Linked DNA regions of Oryctolagus cuniculus: region 1 is linked to region 2. Evidence: chromatin contacts called from public Hi-C data. All regions are on one chromosome and are shown on one strand. Each heading gives the region's core, a stretch centred on a gene start, on an enhancer-like site or on the middle of the called end of the contact. The rest is flanking DNA. Distances are from core to core; before and after follow the strand shown.

Evidence for each region. A called contact is a pair of places that touch in the nucleus more often than the background predicts.
Region 1: a contact with region 2 is called in a Hi-C map of liver, with 4 times the contacts expected there. The contact joins the promoter of ADH1A here to the enhancer-like site in region 2. A contact is called at or near these places in 4 of 6 Hi-C or Micro-C datasets (ear pinna, liver, psoas muscle and 1 more).

Annotation. Positions count from the first base shown.
Region 1 is chr8:65,916,789-65,922,066 of mOryCun1.1, forward strand. It overlaps ADH1A (alcohol dehydrogenase 1A (class I), alpha polypeptide), which reads left to right and starts at 3,241. Exons shown (of 9, transcript NM_001101704.1): 1 at 3,241-3,293. The coding sequence starts at 3,276. LOC127483289 (a long non-coding RNA gene) reads right to left here and starts at 1,770. Exons shown (of 3, transcript XR_007909436.2): 1 at 1,642-1,770.
Region 2 is chr8:65,874,725-65,880,085 of mOryCun1.1, forward strand. No RefSeq gene overlaps it. Among named protein-coding and RNA genes, the nearest start is that of ADH1A, 43 kb to the right of the region's middle. Within about 2 kb of position 3,312, at least 3 of the 8 cell types and tissues checked have an H3K27ac peak or open chromatin away from gene starts, as enhancers often do.

The DNA of each region.
Region 1 (5,278 bases), core at 1,991-4,490, 42 kb after region 2:
GCGGCGCCGGCTCTCTGCATGTTCTTAAACCTGGTCAGTTGCCTAGCACTTCGTCATACTAATGTACAGCATTTCACAAAAATGTTTGCTGAACATTTAAATTTTTGAGTTTGAACACTCAGAGCCAAGAATATCTGTACAGCTCTGCCTTTGGGCTTCTTTGTGAGCATTCTTGGGGAAATCTACAAAAAACATTTCCAAGATTCTATACAAGCTCTTTATGATAGCATCAAGAGCTAGGCTGGCAACCCATGTTGTAAATTGTGGGAGAGGCGGTAACTAATTTTTCTCACCAACTTTGGCTTTAATGTTAAAATGAAATGTTAAGTAAGGACTTGATTTATAGCGATGGATTTGGGTAGATTAAACACGGTGTTCCAGCAACTGAAATCTTGTGCTTTTTCCCCCTGTTTAAATCCTATAATATTTGAAAGCCTTTCTTTGCACTCACAAGAAGCTACATGTTTTTTTTTTTCTTTCCAAATATCTTTCAAGTAAATATTAACCATATTATATTGCCAAGTCCCTTGACCTATAAACGAAGGAATTTGGACAGAATGATTTCTGAGCACTTGCCAATTCCTGTGCTTTTTCTTAGGCCTTGCAAAATGTGGGGGTGGCCTTTGTGGGCAGACAGCTCTATAGCTCACTCCAACCCTTCTCTGCCCGGCCTCCTTTTGCAGAGTAGACGACAGAATGTGGGCTTCTGAGTCACACAGATGTGACTTGGGATTCTGCCACTGCATACCATTTTCCCAGCGCATTTCAGGATGGTTTCCTATACTCACATAACCTCAGCCCTCTGATCTGAAATGATTGTTCTGTGGCCAGACATCTGACTTAGGCTGCACACTTGACCCCACTGAGTGACTGAAAGGCTCTAATTTAGACAAAGAAGAATTGGGCCCAGGGTCTACTGAAGGGATGGGGGGAGGAGAGAGAAAATGTGAGACAGTCAGTCAGTTAGCTCCTGATAGGCAGTTAGTTAAGACACAGTACCCACTTCTTATCCTTTTATGCTAATGCGATTTCCCAATTTTCACTGTAAAACTCTTATTAACATTATCCTGAATACAATTCTGTTCTTGAAGCTAACTTCTCTGTCTTAGGAAGGACATTTAGGGACCTATAACAATTGGGCTTCTCTTACCTCATCTGTAAAGTGGGAAAAATAACAGTAATACCTTCCTTGTAAGGGTGATCTGGGGTTTATACATGAAAATGCAGGAATAACTTCCCATAGAGTTCTGGAGACATAGTAGGTGCTCAATAAATTGTGGTCAGTAGCTTTCTGTAAACTTATACCTCAACTAACATTGATTTATTAAGAAATGAAATGGTTCTTTGCCATCTTTTCATGCCTGTCTATCACCATGCAAACACACTAAAGAGTCCTTCAAATGGATCTGGACAAGCAGCATCCTTGATACTATCCAGATCATATGCTAAGTGGCCAGACTCCCTTCTTTGCAATGGTCTCCACAAGTGAAGGTAGGTGGATGCGAGAGGAGACTGAATGCCATTCTCTGGAAGTGATGCCAATGAAATGAAAAAAAGATTCTACTTATTTATTTCAGAGGTAGAATTACAGACAGAGAGAGGGAGAGGAGAGAAAGGTATTCCCTCCGCTGGTTCACTCACCAAATGGCCACAATGGCAGGAGCTGGGCCAATCAGCAGCCAAGAGCCAGGAGTTTCTTCTGGGTCTCCTATGTGGATGCAGGGGCCAACCACTTGCGCCATCCTCCACTGTTTTCCCAGGCAATAGCAGAGAGCTGGAACAGAAGAAGAGCAGCCAGAACATGGACTGGCGCCCATATGGGATGCCAGTGCCTCAGGCGGAGGCTTAACCCACTATACCACAGTGCCAACCCCTATGCAATGAGTTTAAGACCACAACAAAGAAATGAAAGACCTTCTGTCCCTGCTTGGTGGAATGGAACACCCCAGGATGGCTCTCTGTACCTGCATAAGTATAGGTGGACACAGACACAATGTTGCTCCTTTGGCAAGTCTAGATAAATATATATTTTTTGTGTGTATGCTGACAGACTATAAATCATTACATGACTATGTGCATTGTGGCCTCCAGGTGTTGGCAGAAGATTTGAGATTTATTAAAAATTAAGCCCATATTCTCTTTCCATATTCAAAGCCCTGAACAAGGGATAGGGAAAGGCCTAAGTGAGCATTTGGTCTATTTGCCAAGACAATCCTTGGGCCCTAACACAAAGGGCTGTTCTTTATGAAGCCTCCTTTGAGTCCTTCAGTCTGAATGCCCTGCCTTTAATAAGCTCTGCCCAGAGAGGCTGACTTGCTTGCTTGTGTGCCTTTCTCCTCCCTGGATGGTGAGTTTCCTACCTGCCAAGCTCTGTGATAAGTGCTTAACTTGTTTTTTTTTTTTTTCATTTATGCACCAAACAGTCCTTTGAACTGGTACTATTATTCATTCTAGTCTTATAAGAAAACTAAGAGGAGGAGCAGTTCAATAAGTTCAAGTTCACACAGATAGCAAGGAATCATGTGTTAGATCCACAAGTTATACAATACCCATTGCCCCATGTTGCCTATTGGCACTGGTACATGTCACCCAAGGGCACCAGTTCAGTGCTTGGAACAGGGAGGTGATTAGTCGATGCTGACTGATGTTGTGTGGAGCAGAAATACCAGGGACAAGTGAGCACCTTTGCTAGGACAGAGTGGGTGCCTAATTTCCTCTCTGGAGAGAAGAAGAGAGCTGGATCAAACGTGCTCTTCCAGTCCTATATCCTTCTGTCCTGCTCCAGGTGTCCTGCTCCCCCTTCTTCTCCTCCTTCCCAGCTGCACCACGTGCATTCACAGTTGGCAATTGGAGCAGACAGAGGGAAATAGAACTCGGAATAACCTCAGTGGGATTGAGAGAGGAGAAACATGGAATCACCAGGGAGAGAGAGTAAGAGAGAGACAGAGAGAGACAGAGAGAGACAGAGACAGAGAGATAGATTAAAATTTACGTGTAGGGAAATATTTAACCTAATAAAAACAAAGTATTATCTGCAATGATATATTGCAAAATCAGTTTTGAATCAAGGTTTTGAGTGCCTTTTTTTTCTTTTTCTGGTTTGATTTAGTGTGACAATAAGCTGATAAGGTGTGGCTTAAGGACTGAGATCATGTGCAAACTGGGTGGCACTTGAGCAAACAATCTGTGCAATATATTGGCTTCATGTACTAGAGCAGGCAAGAAGTCCACAAGAATTCACCAGTCTCCTGTTCTGCAGAGAAAACAGAAACAACATGAGCACAGCAGGAAAAGTAAGCAAAAAAGATTTTACTGTTGGAACTATAGTCTCATTAATATCATAAATAACAGGACATGGTATTTGTTGAAGAGTTAAAATTCATATATGAATTAGAAATAATGTACACTGAAATACAATATAAAATATGTGCTACAATTTACAATGTGTACTGAACTGCAGTGGAAATAAGTTATTCCTAAATATCTTTATTAAAAATACATAGGATCTGTATCTATTAGTCTTTATTCATACATTAAATAAGTTTGTAATAATTTGTGGGTTTATTCTAAGATAACTATGACTAGCTTGCAAATATATAATTAGACATACTTAATCAAGAAGTTATATTTATGTTAAGAAACTGTAATTTTAATGTGGTACTCTTTGTAATTATATTCTTTGTCTGAATGCAGGGAAATTAAGTATGACAGTTTTATGAGAGGAACTTATTTCAGAGCACATTGAAATATCCTTTATTATAAAGTCTCTTACAAGATATATTATCTCAAGCCATTATGATCATCACAGTTAGATAATACTAATTTGCAAGTTCTACAGATATTCTATAGAACAGTATCTTCTCCATACAAAAGTCAACATGATTTTACAGAAAATGAACACATTTTGCAGAAAATTTGAATCACTTACTAATACTAGTTACAAAGATATTTTGTTTTAAGTCTTTCATAGATTGATACTTATTTGAGGAATGTGATTATAAGTGCAGAGAAATGGATTGGGTCTTTCAAAATAATCAGCTCATGTTTTTAACTGCTTAATTACAAAAGCCAATGCAACTGCTTGCAAGTACACTTGCTGTGTTCAGAACAGATGACACAGTAGTGGAATATCCAAGTATAATGCTTAAAGGTTTTGAAGCTTCTAAACAACAGGTTCATATCAATAGCACCGGCTGGAATCATGTGAGTGGCCAATTGCCAGTGTTCTTATTCCAGCTCATTTTATTTCCATTTATTATTGATGGGTATTTACAATGGCATATTATATTTCAAGTGAAAATGATTAGGAGAACAAAATGGAAATTTACCCAAACTCACTTAGAAGAAATGTTGAATTCATACAGTAAAGGTGTAAGCCAATTATATTAACAAAAACAACATGCAGAGAAATAGTAATCTAGCAATCCTCCCCTCTCAGGCACAACATCAGTAACTTAGCCTATTGATAGTACTTAAACTATGTTAACAAATCTTGCCTTTTATTTTTCTCAGGTGATAAATAGTGATAGCAGGAACACTGATCTCATGAGGTGGTTGTGGGAATTTACTAAATAAATACTATAAGGCACTTAGAATGAGTCAATACATGTGAGTCATTGCTACTATTGATATTGTTGTTTAGCTTTTCATTGACTTTTCACTACTCTGAGGTGAAGAAAAGGTAAAGTTTGATTTATCTTAATTCTCTAGACAGCCAATTTGAGACTTTAGAAAATTACTCACTGAGTCAGCTGAGCTTCAGTCTTTTCATCCAAAAGAAAGGCAAATAATTCAACATACCCAACCTTGCTGGGTTTAAAGATATAGCATATATGGCTGGTGCCGCAGCTCACTAGGCTAATCCTCCGCCTTGTGGCGCCGGCACACCGGGTTCTAGTCCTGGTCAGGGCCCCGGATTCTGTCCCGGTTGCCCCTCTTCCAGGCCAGCTCTCTGCTGTGGCCAGGGAGTGCAGTGGAGGATGGCCCAAGTGCTTGGGCCCTGCACCCCATGGGAGACCAGGATAAGTACCTGGCTCCTGCCTTCGGATCTGCACAGTGTGCCGCGGCGGCCATTGGAGGGTGAACCAATGGCAAAGGAAGACCTTTCTCTCTGTCTCTCTCTCTCTCACTGTCCACTCTGCCTGTCAAAAAAAAAAAAAAAGATATAGCACATAACTCAGCCTACAGTACAGACTACAATGTACCTGCCACATCACAAGCATCTGATAATCATAAGTAGATATTATAATTGTATCAACATCAAGTACACTAATGGAGA
Region 2 (5,361 bases), core at 2,062-4,561:
AAACACAGCAGAAATCACCAGGACAAGCTTTGTTAGGCTTTAACAAGTGTTACCCACGTGCAAATGAAAGCCTGGGCTGAATACTCCCTGGGGAGGAAGGAGGTGCGGTTTTGCGGGATTTAAGAACATTTTTGCCAGCTGCTTCACAACTTGGTAGAACAAAAGTCACGTTAGAGGTCAAGAGTACTGCAGGAGCATTTGAGAAGTGGCTGCAATGGTCTCAGTTGACCTGGCCCTGGTCTCAGGAGGGCAAAATGAGTCCATGGCCTTGGTCACAGTGGAGAGTGCAGGCTGATTAGATCTGAATACAGCTGACGTGAGTTCTAGGCTTCGGTTGTTTGCCACATAGAATACAAAAGTGGACTTTTGTCATGTGGGGTAGGGAGAAGTAAGGCTTTGTGTAGAGCAAAAGAGCTTACCTCCTTCTCCTGGCCATGGACATGGGTTTTGCTAAAGAAGGAGGAGATTCTTGGGTTTGGAGAGGCTGAGAGCCGGGTAGGCAATGTCCTTCCAAGAGAGGGACACATGGGAGATGGATCACTTCTGTCTATCCGGGAGAAAGACCCTTCTGTTGGCCTTACAGCTCTTGGATCCTCAAGGCTTAAATGTTCCTTCTCAGCTGGGGAAAGAGATGAAAACTGGCTCCTGGAGAGCTTGGTATTTCCTCAATGTTGTGTGAAAGGATGGAGGTGAGGCCGTGTCTGCGCACCCTTGGTAGCTGATGTGGGGGAGAAAATGCCCTCAGTCTCCACTGCGTGAGAGAGAATCTCTCACATCTACCAGATGTCCAGTTGCTGAGTAGCTAGCAATGGTAGGTCAAGTTCTAAAATTCACATGTTGATCATGTTTGTGTGTAGCCAATGGAGTACTCAGGCCCCAAAGAGACCAATTGGGGTGAATAAACATTTCAGTGAGAACTGAACTGACTCCTGCCTGTGAAGTGTTTACCTGTCGCTTCCCCTCTTCGCGGAGGAACGACACAGGACCCTGCGCTGTTCTTTTGTCTGCTCGGCCCTCCCCGGGTTTGCTGCTGGTTCTTCCCGGGTTGGCTACTGTCCCTTCCACCTCCGTGGAAGGGCGGTTCCCCCCTGCCACTTTCCCCACTTCCGCGGGGGAGCGGCACACTGCCGGCCGGCTCTCTCAGGGGCTGCACAGGTGTTCCTCCAGATAGATGTTCCCCTTAGATGTTCCTGGTGCATGTTGTCTCTCTCCTCCTTTATAGTCCTCTTCCACCAATCCCAACTCTGCTACCCACACGCCGAGTACGCTGCTCTCCTCCAATCAGGAGTAAGTCCTACAGTTTATTGGTTGAACTGGAGGCAGCTGTGTAGAAGCTGTTTTCTCCTCTCCCAGCGCCATATTGTGGGAGAGCAGATGCATAGAATAAGTCTTAATTCCAGTAACTTAGTCTAGTCCGGGTTGCTCCCCACATTACCATGGCCTGATTGTTTGTGTCCCCCCTCACCCCGAATTTTTATGTTGAATCCTATCCCCCAAGATGATGGTGTTAGGAAGTGGAACATTTCAGAGGTGATTAGGTCATGAGGGCTGATCACTCATGGACAGGATTAGTGTCCTTCTAAAGAGGCCTGAGAGATCCTCTCACACTTCTACCAGGTGGGGATAGAGCAATAAAGTAGCCATCTGCAGCCCAGGAAGAGGACCCTTACCATTTACCCAATCTTCCAGGGCTTTGATGTTGGACTTTTCAACCTCTAGGTTTATGAGATACAAATTTCTGTTCTTTATAAGCTGTTGGTCTGGGGTGTCTTACTACTGTGAATGGTTTGAGGTAGCATTCCTGTCCCCATTCACGTATGTTAGTGTACATGACTCTGAGGATGTATGAGGCTGCTTCAAAGAGCTAATGTAAAGATGGAATTAAAAGATGGTGAGCATTTTCCATGAGCTTTTTTACCGAGAAAATTCATATCCTTAGGTGCTATTAGTGTCTCCCTCCACCCCCAAATTTCTCTTATCATGAAGTAGGGGAGACTCAAAATGTTTCCTAAAGCCCAGAAGTCCGTGCTAGGTGCATGCAGCCATGTTGTGGCCCAAGTAGGCATGTAGCTGAAATTCATTTACACATAAAGATAAATAGTTGAGTACTTTGGATAGTTTTCATTTGTTTTATAGATATGTCATATAATTAAATTTTGCCATTTCTTTTGTGATTCCAATGCTTAGAGTAATTTGTACCAACTACTTAAATACTTAAATATCCTTCCCTTGGCTACCAGGCCTATGGGGTAGCCCAGTGCTTCCTCACTTGAGGTCTTAGAATCTCCCTGACAAAGGCCTGGGAACACCTGAGTTGGAGGTGGCCTCCAGTTCAGTGCAGTTTCCATTTCACTTGCCAATAAAAGCCTGCAAGGAGTCCCTGCGGCCTCGCAGAATCCTTTAGGAGATGGTGGTCCAGAGTGTAGCCTCTGCCTAAAATCTCACCAGCTCAGGATTGACCTTCTGTCATTAGCATCTCTGTTGTGTCTGTGCGCAGGGAATGGGCAGGATGGAAGGGACATGGCAGTTGCTAGGATTTGAAGTGCCAAGAAGAGAAGAAGAATGGTCAGAGTTGTCATGTTCCTTTGGAGTAGCTCTGTTTTCTGTCTATAAAATAGCTGAGGGACAGGTTCTGGAATAGCACTTAAGTTACTGTTTGGGGGTCTGCATCCTATGTTACATGCCTAGACTCAAGTCTTGGCTCAAATAGTTGGATTTCTTCAACCTGCATGGAAGACCCAGATGGTGTTCCCAACTTGCAGCTTCACCCTGACCTAGCCCAGGCTAATGTAGGCATTTGTGGAGTGAACCAGTGTATGGGAGTGCCTTCTCTTTGTCTTTCAAATAAATCAAATTAATTAAATAAAAATTGAGAAAATAAAGGAAAGAAGATAGGCGAATCCCATTTCCCTTCTCCTTCCTGGGGAAGTGGTGGGAGGTAGTAGAGTTAGGAAGGATAATCAGGACATCAGTGGCATCAGTGGACTCATAGTCTGAACTCTCATGGTCAGAGCTAGACAATAGTTCCCCTGAGATTTAACTCTCCTTTAGGAGATCTGCGGAGAAGTCATGAGAATGCTGTGAGGAAGGGCAACTTTCAGATAGAGGTGCTTCCTGCCTGACCTTCAGAACCTGCAGGTCCTGTGGTCCTCATACTCTCTCCAATAAAACTGTGGCCTCGATTGCATCACAGGCTCAACTTCAGGTTCAGCCACTAAAGGGTGTAATTGTCCTCCCGTGTATCCTGTGAGCGTAATGAAAGCCTTCTCAAGTACTGTGTGAGGTGAGGGTGAAGAGAATTCAGCGATACTGATGTGGGTGCTTGAGCTCATTGATTCTATCCCCAAGCTTGTTTGACACTTGATGACTTTCTGGGTGAACTCAATTTATGGGAGAGGATAATCTCTTTGTCATTCTTGTCCTCTCCTCTCTGTGTCACCAGGCACTTCCAAGTCACACTGCACTAGCCCTTAGCCTACCTGATGGCTTCATTTATGTGCGAAATATCAAGCTATCCACTTTTCACATGACAAGCCTGAAAGAAGGCCCAACTTTATCAATCCAAAATAAAAGACACCCACCAAAACTAAAATACACATATTAGTTAAGGAAGGAAAACTGAACTGATAAGACCAGATGGCAAGCAACTGCTAGTGTAAACCTGTTAGCATTACACATGGTGAGAGGACCATGTCTTCAAACTCAACCTCTTCATTTTATAGACAAGAAGAGTGGAGAACAAAGTTGAAAGGCTGGTTGGTTCCAAGCAGAGAAGGGAACTCATGTATTCTTGTTATAGGTTCTTCTCTGTTCAGTGGGATACTCTGCTTTCCAACTAGCAGCTGTGTCTTTTCATTGTTAAACCACAGAACACAAAGAAATGTTTTCTGCTGGCTGCTTGGAAACGCTCTGTGTCCCCAATAATCAAGAGACTCTAATCTCTGGTTAGAAAGGGCTTTGGAAAACATCTGTTAGGACCACCCCTCCCATCCGGTATTGGACTTCTCCCCCACTAGAATCTGCCAAGGTATTGTGTAATCTCTGCTAGAACATCTCCCAGCCTGGGAAATCATTAGCTATGTCCACAATTGTGTACTAATGCATGCAGCTAGACTTGGGACATTGTTCATCATATCACTCTCAGCTACCTCTTTCCAATTCCTAGCTTTGCCCTGACCCAGCTGGTAGGAGCTAGAAAAGGTCTGATCTTTTTCCCACATGTCTCCACCTCCATCCTAGGCCTTTACCTCTCAGATTCCTTTGACAAGTTCCTGACTCTGAGTAGGCAGGGCAGGGTGCAAATTGACAAAACATCCTTGGAGACTTGGAGGTCTAGCAAAGACTATGTTCTGTGTGGTCTCTTGGTGCTCTGAGTGGAAAATACATTTAGAAAGAAATACAATATTAAGGAATTTGAATTGATCACATGTAAAAATAAAAGTCTTTGTTTTTCTCTTTCAATAACTATTTAACCTTCCTGAATCCAAATTCCCTCATCTACACAAGGACGATAAAATAACTTATGGGGCTGGCAGAGAGAATGCCTGCAAAGCATTCAGTGAGTGCCTACAGAGAGCGGTTCTCAGTCCTCTCCTGATTGTTACCTGTCACCTCTCCTGGGCTCCCCTCACATCCTTACACCTCTCCTCCCCCTGCAGAGCCAGAGTTCACTATTTCTTCACAACTCTTCCAGCTGCTGCCATTAACACTGCTCTTCCTTTCCTCTGCATTTCCATTCCAAATTAGCATCAAAGCTACCCCTAGATTGAATGTTTGTGTCCCCAGAATTCATATATTGAAATCTAAGCCCCACTGTGATGGTGTTTGAGGGAGGACTGGATGTTGATTGATCATGAGGGCAGATTGTCTCATGCATGCAATCAGTGCATTTGTACAAAATGAATCCAGAGAGCTCCTCTGCCCTTCCGCCATGTAAGACCACAGTGAGGAGTCAGCCGTCTACAGACCAAGAGGAGCACCTCACCAGATACTGCACCTGCTGGTGCCTCCATGTGGTACTGCTCGGCTTACAGAACTGTGAGAAATAAATGACGGCTGTTCATAAGCCACCCAGTCTGTGCTGTTCTGTTTAGCAGACTAACAAAGAGATTCTCCAGCTGTCCTGTGCTTGTTTCCTAACTCACTCTTGCCTCCTCTGCTTCCCACTCTTAACCTTGCCTCACTATAATATACAGTCTGTTCTCATCTGACAGAATAACTCATTTATAATCAGACTAGGCCATGCCACGCCTCAAAACCTTCCTGTGGCTTTCGATTGCAATCAGACTAAAAACAGAATCTCCTCAAAATAGCCTCAGCACTCACACTGCCTCACCTCCATTATTTCTCCGAGTTCCTTCC